Regions from separate parts of the Bombyx mori genome. Here region 2 is linked to region 1. A link is a contact called in public Hi-C data. All regions are on one chromosome and are shown on one strand. The core of a region is the stretch at or near the end of the contact, and the rest is flanking DNA. Distances in the headings are between cores, read along the strand shown.

Region 1 (5,160 bases), core at 1,042-3,541:
CTAAAGATTTAAATCGCCTAGGTACCTTTAATATACACTTAAACTATCACTAATCATTATAAATTTATTTATTGTAGTTAAAATTTTATGATCGGTACTGTAGGTAGGTACCTATATGCTGATAAATTTATGTAAAATTAGAAATACTTTATATTGACCAAATTCTAACATCATATAATTATTTTCTTTAAGTATAATTAATTATCTAAATATGCTAAATACCCCTTCGGAACACTGATGCAAAATGATTGATCTAAAATGGCGTCCGGTTGCAAGGAAGTGTAGGAATTCGCGGGACGCGTTAGAGGGAGCGCGGGGGGAGTGGTTGGGGCGGGAGGAGTGCGCGGGAAGGGGGCGAGGTGACCTTCGCGCGTTGATGCAATGTCGCCGTGTCATTGACCACGCTGCGCCGCGCGCAAACAGTTGCAGCCACGTCCCCCCTCGCCACCTCTCCCTCTAGTCCCTCCCGCCCTCTCCCGAACAACTCGCTAACTTTTTGCCTTCTCCACAACAAATTTTGAAGTTAGAAAACTATTTTTTTCAAGTAGATCTATTTAAGATACCCTAATTTTAAAGTATGTATGTAAATTATTGATAATTACTTGGAACTGAAATTGTAAAGAGTAATAAAAATACTTTCTCGTAGATGTAAATGAGTTTGATAATAAATAAGTTACGGAATTTTTAAACTAGAACGTAATTTAGGTTAAAAACGATAAGGGCAATTGTAATTAAGTAAGTATTAAAATTCTGAATCCACTTCCTCGATTAACAACAGTTTTCAGTGCGTTGACTTCGCTGAAAATACATAAAACACATTTCATGTAATATTAATTAGTTTGTATGGTCTTTTTCATTAGTCGCTTGTTGAAGTTAAGGTCGTTCACCGCAGCTTACCAAAAAGAATGTGATTATATTGTGTCCGCACAATCCCAATATAATTCAAAGAAAAGCTCGACATCCAAAGTTAGCTACATAATAACATTTCTGTTCATTCTTCTACATACGTATAATTTTCATTTATACTTTAAACATTTTCATATTTCATAATGCTCATCCTGTAAGTTTACTGAGTGAAAGAGGCAAATCTAGTATCTGTGTGTATGTAACTGTTATGGATAACTTGAAACATAGTTGTATAAAAAAACGCATCGCATTTAAAAAATAAAGCAGCGTTTGTTTGCACATGCTCAAGTCTTTTTTTTCTTTTGTAAATTAGGCGCGTTCCCTTTGCTTGGCGCCATACTTTTATCAAGAAAATCGGTTTTCGTCCCGGATTTTTCGTATCGGAATATTTGATTTCTTTTCAAAAATTTTTATTTTCTCATAACTAATATTTTCTGTTTATACGTACTTAAATGATGATTTATAATATACATTTATATCTACATTAATTCAAACTCGTATTTAAATATCAAAATGAGTAATTATTTGCAAACAGACATCAAGCCGCCGCCATTACCTACTGTTACCGAAACAGATAATATAAACTCGAGACTCACTCACAATAACTTACAAAATAAATTATATTACACATTAAACAACGCAAAACACAATACAATTAATAATACAAATGTTTTTACAGTTGCATTAGTTTACGTAAGCGGGGTGCAAGAACCGCGCGGGTTCACCTTCAGTTCCCAATCCACGGGTTGAGGTCGTATCGCCAATAACAGATATTGATACCGCGACAAACAACGCGTAGCGGTGACTTTCGAACGACGCAACGCTAAAGTCGAAGTGTCAAAAGAACGCTTATAAGGCGCGACGCAAACCGGCCATCTTAACATTGATTCTTGTCAAGTATTTATTACCTAACTGATGTAAAATTTACTATTTTGAATGTTGTTATGTTTAATGTAATCTGATCATCATTCAATAATACGCCCTTTGATTGGCTTTGAATTTGAAACTTATTTGAATAAAAAAAAAAAACTGTAGGTAATAAAACTTTCTTAAGAAAATTCCCGTAGTAACGTAACCAGAATACTATTTTGGATTAAATTATTTTATTCATAATGCTAATCAAACTTCTTATAAAATAAGTAACAGAAAAGGGAAGGGAAAGAACAAAAATCTAAACAAGAACAATAATAATTTTACAATGTTAATAAAACTTTGGCTGTAATCCAAATCAACAAAATAATCGTATCAAAAATGAACTCTCATACAAAAAAAAGTGTATGTTAATCTGTGCAACGCGTAAACATGTAACCGAACCTGACCTTACACAACGGCAGCCATTGCGTATAGCCCGGCCGAGACAAACGGCGCTCTCATTCCGAACGTAACGCATACAGCAAGCTGATAACTGCATCCGGCAGTATAACCGATAACGCTATCTGACGACGCGGCCGAGTGCAACTCTTTTAAACGTTTTAAAACATGTACAAATTTATTGAACCAACATCGAATTATAGAGTCCATTGATTTAGGTTCTAAACAGCCACTAAAAAGGTTTAGTACCTACTGTTTACTAACCAAACAATTGGCATGTATATCTCAAATAGTTCAGTTTAATTTTGACATACAAAAAAAAAAACGACTGGAAATAGTAAATTTATAGGAAAATAGTATCGATACCACAAAACTATAATTGCGTTACCACAAAACTATCTAACGATTGCAATGGCATTGAATTCTAAATACCATTACTTCCGTACTTTACGCAAGAATTAGGAAAAAATGGAGTAAGTTGCAATATACAAAATTTTTGTTATAATAGGTACCCCGATTACTTGCTCGCCTAGCTTGATTCTAATATTCTAATTAATTCAAACTGAGCAATAATGGTAAGAATAATAAAATTGCTTTTGCTGCAATATATTATTGAATGTATGTAGGTACAATAAAATTTAAGCAAATAAGACTTCCAATTGAATTTCGATCTAATACATTATCAATCACTTGAACTGTTGATGTTTTTTAAAATAAGTAGTTGAAATTGATTTTCCTCGCTTCATTCTTCTCATTCAAGGTTTTCAAATGTCAAAACAAAATACATATTACGTACGTATATCAATATACCTACCTAGTAATAAAACAGTAGAATGCGGTGAGCCAAGCCGCTGCCTACTTTTCTTCAACATACCAAACGTTGAAGAAAAGTAGGCAGCGGCTTGGCTCTGTCCCTGGCATTGCTGAAGTCCGTGGGCGACGGTAAACACTCACCATCAGGTGGGCCGTTTGCTCGTCTGCCTACAAGAGCAATAAAATAAGATAAAAGTAGAAAAGATTTAACTGAAGAACATGAATCAGTGATATTTAGGATTATAGTCGGTCCATTTTTTTGCTCTTACATATCTCCGGAACAGCGCAACGGATTCTAAAGTACCTATAGTTGTCACAGAAAGAGGCAAACTTGCCAAAAAGCTATCTTATTATATAAAAGTTTTTAATACTAATGCAGGTAATATTAATAAAAAAGTATATGGTTGTTTCGTTTACACACCCTAATAACTAAACCGGCTTTGGCGAAATCATGTATAGAAATGGTTTGTATCATATAAATGTAAGCTACTTTTTATTCCACTGCTGTCCACTTATCCTCGCCCAGGCGATGTAAAGTGTGGTGATAACATGAGTTCTGATTTAACAAATTCTACTTTCATGAAATTAATTAGAATGATGACCATTGTCACAATATTTCTTCCATTAACATAGATATCTACCCCATTCAAATCTTGAATATAATTTCTACGGAATATGTTCAATGCAGTACTTAATTGTATCGGTACGTAGATGCTAACAACTTCAAATGGGAAAAGAGTCTAGAGGCATTAGTATAGTATACAGTAGAATATCACTTGTAAATTTTTACGAAGAAATCTCTAATCGACAATTGCGTTTGATCGCTCTCTCTCTCTCTCTCGACTTCCAATGTAGTCCGATAAGAAAGCTACAAAAGATTTTCAATAATGGTTTTCTGCTTCCGTAATTAATTCTAAACTAACAAAGGAGAGACTGAACGTAGAGAAGAAAACGAATATAACATTATTATCCGAAAACTAACGCGGTAGACTGGAACGAAACGCGTAGGAGACAAAAATGTGAGTTAGATAAGCAGGAACTTCCCATTTAGATAATGAGTTGACGACCGACGGGCGACGTAACCATACTGTGTAGTCTATGTCACGTACGTAAAATTAAAAAAAAACATTATTACGTAACACGAAACTTTAATAAAATATTAAAACATGTGCTCGGTTTTGTCTGGATATGTGGCTGCGTGCATAGCTTTACCAGTGCCTCTTTATCGTTAATTGATGAGTAATTAAAGAAGCTGAGGCGTTTATATGTAAATTCTTTAAAAAACACTATAATCGAACAGTAAGTATATATATATACATTCTGACTCCACAAACATTCGTTATCAAATACATTTATTTCACATGTGGAAATATAATATAAGGAGAGATGGTACATCTGAACTTTGTCGAACCACGCACGTCATGGTTACGGTGTTCGCACGTTTGCACAGTTGCCGTCCCACAATGAACTTACCACACCGTTTGCCGAACGGTAATCGTTTCCGTATTTGCAAATCGTTTGCTGATTATTTTTTTAATTCGTTTCATTGTTTAACCTTTTGCCTTTTTCGTATTTCGGGCAGGCTACGAAAGCTTAGTAGGCTGTAATCTGTACTCTATAGTTCGTAATCTGTGGTAGTCTTCGGACGTTGAGTAGGTATTTGAGGAGAGTGACGCTTCATCTAATAGAATAAGCCGTCTCGGTGCGCTAAAATTTTAATACCTTACTTATTGAATGAATACGTAAACTACGCTCATATAAATATGTATTATTCATATCTTGTACACATACTTAAGTATTATTCAACGAATATATTCCTTACACACGTAACTTAATATAATGTGTCATAATTTAACATAACATGCGTTGCTTGATAAGGTACACGACATCTTTCGAATATTCATTATTTTGGTTCGGACATTCACCATTTTCAATGTTTTTTTTTTTGTGTTCAACCAGAAGTATACATATATCATACAACGTTTGTCCTCTCTTCGAACCGGGACACAACTATATTAAGATGGAAATAGGCAGGCTGTTGGTACCTAGCCGTACGGTGATCCACCATTAATACTGGCAACTCAATTTAAGCAATAAAAGCTTTACTAGCAAAAAGTAGTAAAACCACGC
Region 2 (5,160 bases), core at 766-3,265, 43 kb before region 1:
GATGCATCAGCATGACCCAACACTAGTCAGAGCACAACTTGTGTTTTTCTAAAGCGCACTCTACATGCGCAATCTGAAGTGTATTCACGTTCAATTTTTTTCCCTACCTATTCTAGTGATCTCAAGGAGTCATACTAGATTCACCGAGCAGTAGGTGATCTCAAGGGGCTCAAGGCCGGTGATATTGCTAACACTAGCCCTAGCAAGAGCAGTGCTTCGCAGAATCTACCTACCTTTTTTTTTATTGCTTATATGAGTGGACGAGCTCACAGCCCACCTGGTGTTAAGTGGTTACTGGAGCCCATAGACATCTAAAACGTAAATACGGCACCCACCTCGAGATATAAGTTCTAAGTTCTCAGTATAGTTACAACGGCTGCCCCGCCCTTCAAACCGAAACGCATTACTGCTTCACGGCAGAAATAGGCAGGGTGGTGCTACCTACCCGCGCGAACTCACAATAGGTCCTACCACCAGTAAAAAGTACCACCGGATCGTAAACGCGACCAACTATGAATATCCGGCGAGAAACTCTGGATTCTGTCTGTAGGTTAAACGCTCAATAAATATGTTTATGATTAAAAGCTATTACCTATTGTCAATAGTAATGTACATTTGGGAATAAAAGGAAGAACGAAAATAAATAAATCGAACACCTTCCTTATTTCATAGTCAACGAAAACAGTCTTGATCGTTAATTTGAACAATCCACGCACATATGATTGCAGCACGCACGGCCTTGCGCGCATCCGCGTTCATACGTCTTAGCTATAGGGTTCAATGGACATTAATAATGATTCCCTACGTTACATATGTTTCATTGATTAATGTCTGTGTCTCAATTTTGTTTAAATCTATTTTGACTGTCAATAAATTCAATGAAGTGTGGCAATAAAGAAATCATATTTAGTGTCTTGCAAGTGTGGTAAATATGTAAAACTGTACTATGCTATTAACGATGTTTACAGAATACAACACTCACGAGCACTCTCTATGTTACATTACTGTGAGCCTCAGAAAACACTAAATTCGCGCCCGGTCCTCAACGGACGAATGTATTTTTTAATTGAAATATGTAGGTTACAGCACTGCCTCTTGTGTTAGATATAACACTTAAACAAATTCACACAATTTCTCTTATGAGATTACATAAAAAAAACTATTAAATGTACACAGAACCCACACAATTCCATCTAAAAACCAACTTGATAATTTAGCATTCGCAACGAGATTAAAGAGAGGATGTTGCAACATCATCGAACACTTAAAAACAGGAAATCAAATATTCGACCACTGATTTATTAATAAGAACGTTCTGATTAATCGTAATTAGTCAATAAAACAAGTATCAAAATCGTTGGATCGGTCGTTGTAACATAAATTAATTTTAGGTGGACAAATCATAATTCTTTTTTTATTTACTGACAGACTGTTTTTTATTGACATATATAGACGAACCTACAGTCTGTATGAACACACGCGGGTCTACAATGGCTCAGTAAAAGATTAAGGACGCTTTAAGAGTGTTTGAGTAAAACAGAGACGAATCTAGTACCATTGTTTTTTTAAATCATAACAATGAAAAACATTGTCAAACTACCTGATATTGGTACAAGTTAATTTTTATTTGTTGCCAAAAAGATCACACCAATGAAAAATCCCAATAAATTCATTGTTGTTTCATTTATAGACGAACGACATCATGTATTATAACAGAACTGAATGAAATATTGAGAACCTTCGAATGACGCTTCATTTCCAAAAAAAAAAACTAATATACTCGCAAACGTGACAACTAAAACAATTATATTATAATTCGCCTATAGTTTTGATATCGTCGGGAAGGAATAGATTTCGTATCGCACTTCTAATTGTTCAATGAAATATTAATAAATAAAATTATCTGCTGTTATCTTCTTTTATCTTTTTTTCGATCACAATATTAGGGCATCGCGTCACAGTTGCACAACAGATCAGCGATGCAAGGTGACGCAACACCACGCGCCTTGACGCACGCCCACGGCACTGTGTATATAATCACCGATGTCTGCACTTGCAGCTTTAAATTAACTGTCTAACCCTTTGAATGCTGCGTAGGTCACCGGTGCCCTACATGGCGCTCTGAAGTAATCACGTCGATTTCTGTTACTAAGACACCGGAATATCCAGCAGACTTTCGGAAAGACGAATCTCAGGATACTGAGAATGAATCTGTTTCTAAGAGACCTAAAAGACTAAAAGATACATTAACAAACACAAAGAAAGCAAAGTTAAGCAATTCAGACGCTTAGTAATGGCAGTCAACGTGCTAAGTCTATGTTAACGAAGATTTTGACATAAATAATTTTACTGGGGGGTAAGGACCTCTTGTGAGTCCACACGGGTAGGTACCACCACCCTGCCTATTTCTGCCGCGAAGCAGTAATTCGTTTCGGTTTGAAGAATGGGGCAGCCGTTGTAACTATACTGAGACCTTAGAACTCATATCTCAAGATGGGTGGCGGTATTTACGTTGTAGATGTCTATGGGCTCCGGTAGCCACTTAACACCAGGTGGGCTGTGAGCTCGTCCACCCATCTATGCAATAAAAATAAAAAAATAGTCTGAAAATCTACCAGTCCGTCATCAATATTGAGAACATTAGTTGTGAAACACTTAAGAATAAGAATAGCATCGCCGGGGCCGACTCGTGGAGCCGTGAACTCGAAACACACGTAGCGCACGTATTCATAAATATTTCCCTAAACCTCAAGGTGTAAGTGCCGCATTTTATGATCAGAGCATACAAGCGGTACTCGCTGACAATGTATGCCAAAGTGAATGCTTAAAAACTACTATTTGAAAGGTGTCGAGATTATTGGCAAAGCAGATTTGCCCCGCGATTTCAGCTTCCTTACATTTATAATTCAGTAAGTAATTAAACACTTCATATTTTCCCGGGATAAAGTGTTGCTTCTGTCACTCTCTTCTCCATAAACTGCAACTCCGTTTATAGATCAATAAAATCACGAACCGGCTATCACATTATTCATACTCATAGTTATATTTATTATCGCAGATATACCCGGAGTTGCCCAGGTCAACTGCTTACAACAACCTAATCAACAACTTATCAGCATGACATAAACAAATATGTCTTAATCTAGGCTTTAAACTATATTTGTATGAAATTTTATTTAAATCGGTTGGGGCATTTTTGCAATATTAAGTAACAGCGTTGTAAACTTTCACATTTGAAGTGAAACTTCCTTATCGGCGTTGGAAAAAAATTTACCGTCACATTTTTCGGTTACGCGTCACATTTTTCCGTTACGCGCCATCTTTTAATTAACGGCTGTATGTTCTGAAGTATGGATGCGCATTTGAGAAACCGACCTCATGTCTCAAGGTGGGTCACGGAATACATTTTGTAATTGCAATAATCCCAGGTAACCCACTTAATATCACGTGGACCGTGCTATTATTGTTATTACGTAAAATAATAGGAAGAAAAGTACCAGGGTATTATGATATCAAAGAGATGTATTATTATAACTTTACTCTGACGTACAGCCTTCTTTATTAATTAACGGCTGTATGTTCTGAAGTATGGATTCCGATTTGAGAAATTGACCTCATGTCTCCAGGTGGATTACGGAAATCATTTTGTAATTCCAATAATCTCAGGGAGCCCACTTAATAATATCACGTGGACCGTGCTATTTATTACTGTTATTACGTAAAATAATAGGAAGAAAAGTACCAGGGTATTATGATAGCAAAGAGATTTATTAATAATTAACGGCGGTATGTTCTGAAGCATGGTTTCGGATTTGAGAAATCGACCTCATGTCTCAAGGTGGGTCAAACTTCACGAACCTCAGGAACCCCATTTAACACCACGTGGACCGTGCTATTATTATTAATTTATAGGAAGAAAAGTACCAGGGTATTATGATATCAAAGAGATGTATTATTAAAATGCTGTAATAATCTTAGTAGCAAAAAGGTAAAGTGAAATAATTGTATTATTTGTATTCATGTCTATGATAATAAAATCCTTTTGTTTAAACTTTATCTAATTTAACTTTATTTAACCAATTTCTAGAAAGTTGCATGTAGATCATTTTTCGAAAAATAAGGCCATAAACAAGTTTCACTTCTTACGTGTGTACACTAGTACACGCACACATTTTTTTTATAATACTAGTGTCGATATGAGTATGCTTTTTACGATAGGCTGGATAATATTTTGTGACGGGCTGGCTCGGATGGTCGTAGCGAAACGGGCGTGACCTGCTCTAACTTACTCATTTATTCCCGAACCGAACATTTTCAACATTAAATATTTGTGAACAATGCCCAAACGAAATAGCGAAGACCAGATAGCGATTTTGTTCGCTGACGAAAAAGTCGAAAGCTGCTAAATAGCCTTATAATCGCAGTCGCACACAACGTCGATTAAAGATACGTTTAAATAAAACTGAATGTTTCCACGAAAACCATCGTACGTACGTACATAAGTCAGTCGGTGCGCGCCGCGAACGCTCTTACGAAACCGCAACTGTGTCAATGTCGCCGCCCGAGAACGCAAACACTCGGAGTTGACGTACTGATGGTACTTTTACTAAACGTTTTACAGTGATTGAGCGTTAGCTTCTTTTAGATTAGATGGGTTTTTTTTTAATTGAATATATGAGTGAATGAGCTCACGGTTCATCTGCTGTGCCGGGACTGATCGACATGAAAAAGCGGATACCATCACCCTTTTTTTTTTTTTTTTTTTCCGGGCCGAGGGCCGAACCTCCTACGAGGTCCCCGCGCCTAGGGGGCGCGCGGGGTATGTGAGACTCAACGATCTGCAGGTGTTGAGAGCAGACCGCGGGCCCAAGGAATTTAGGGCCCACCCACTAAACGACTCCCCTGCACTCTTACACCCGGCGTCCGATCTCCGTCCGGGGTCAAAACCCGGTCAGAGTAGGGGGGTTCCCGCGGTCAACGCTACAACCAGACACGCGGCGCCACCCCGAGGACGCCCGACCGACGGGTCGTCGAGGCGATAGTCGACGACCAACGACGTCAGTCTCCGCGGTACGGCGGCCCTTCAGGCCGCCCGGGCGATGCCGCTGGTGTTCCAGGATACCCCGCTGGGCCAGAACCAGCCTGCCGGGTCGGAACGCG

Evidence for each region. A called contact is a pair of places that touch in the nucleus more often than the background predicts.
Region 2: a Hi-C map of whole pupa shows a contact between it and region 1, with 1.6 times the contacts expected there. The contact joins two enhancer-like sites. A contact is called at or near these places in 4 of 7 Hi-C or Micro-C datasets (midgut and whole pupa).

Annotation. Positions count from the first base shown.
Region 1 is chr15:578,727-583,886 of ASM3026992v2, reverse strand. All of the region lies in intron 9 of E74 (transcription factor E74), which reads left to right. Among protein-coding and RNA genes, the nearest start is that of LOC101739317, 18 kb to the right of the region's middle. Within about 2 kb of position 2,291, at least 8 of the 8 cell types and tissues checked have open chromatin away from gene starts, as enhancers often do.
Region 2 is chr15:620,981-626,140 of ASM3026992v2, reverse strand. The region is part of intron 7 of E74 (transcription factor E74); the gene reads left to right. Among protein-coding and RNA genes, the nearest start is that of LOC134200138, 25 kb to the left of the region's middle. Within about 2 kb of position 2,015, at least 5 of the 8 cell types and tissues checked have open chromatin away from gene starts, as enhancers often do.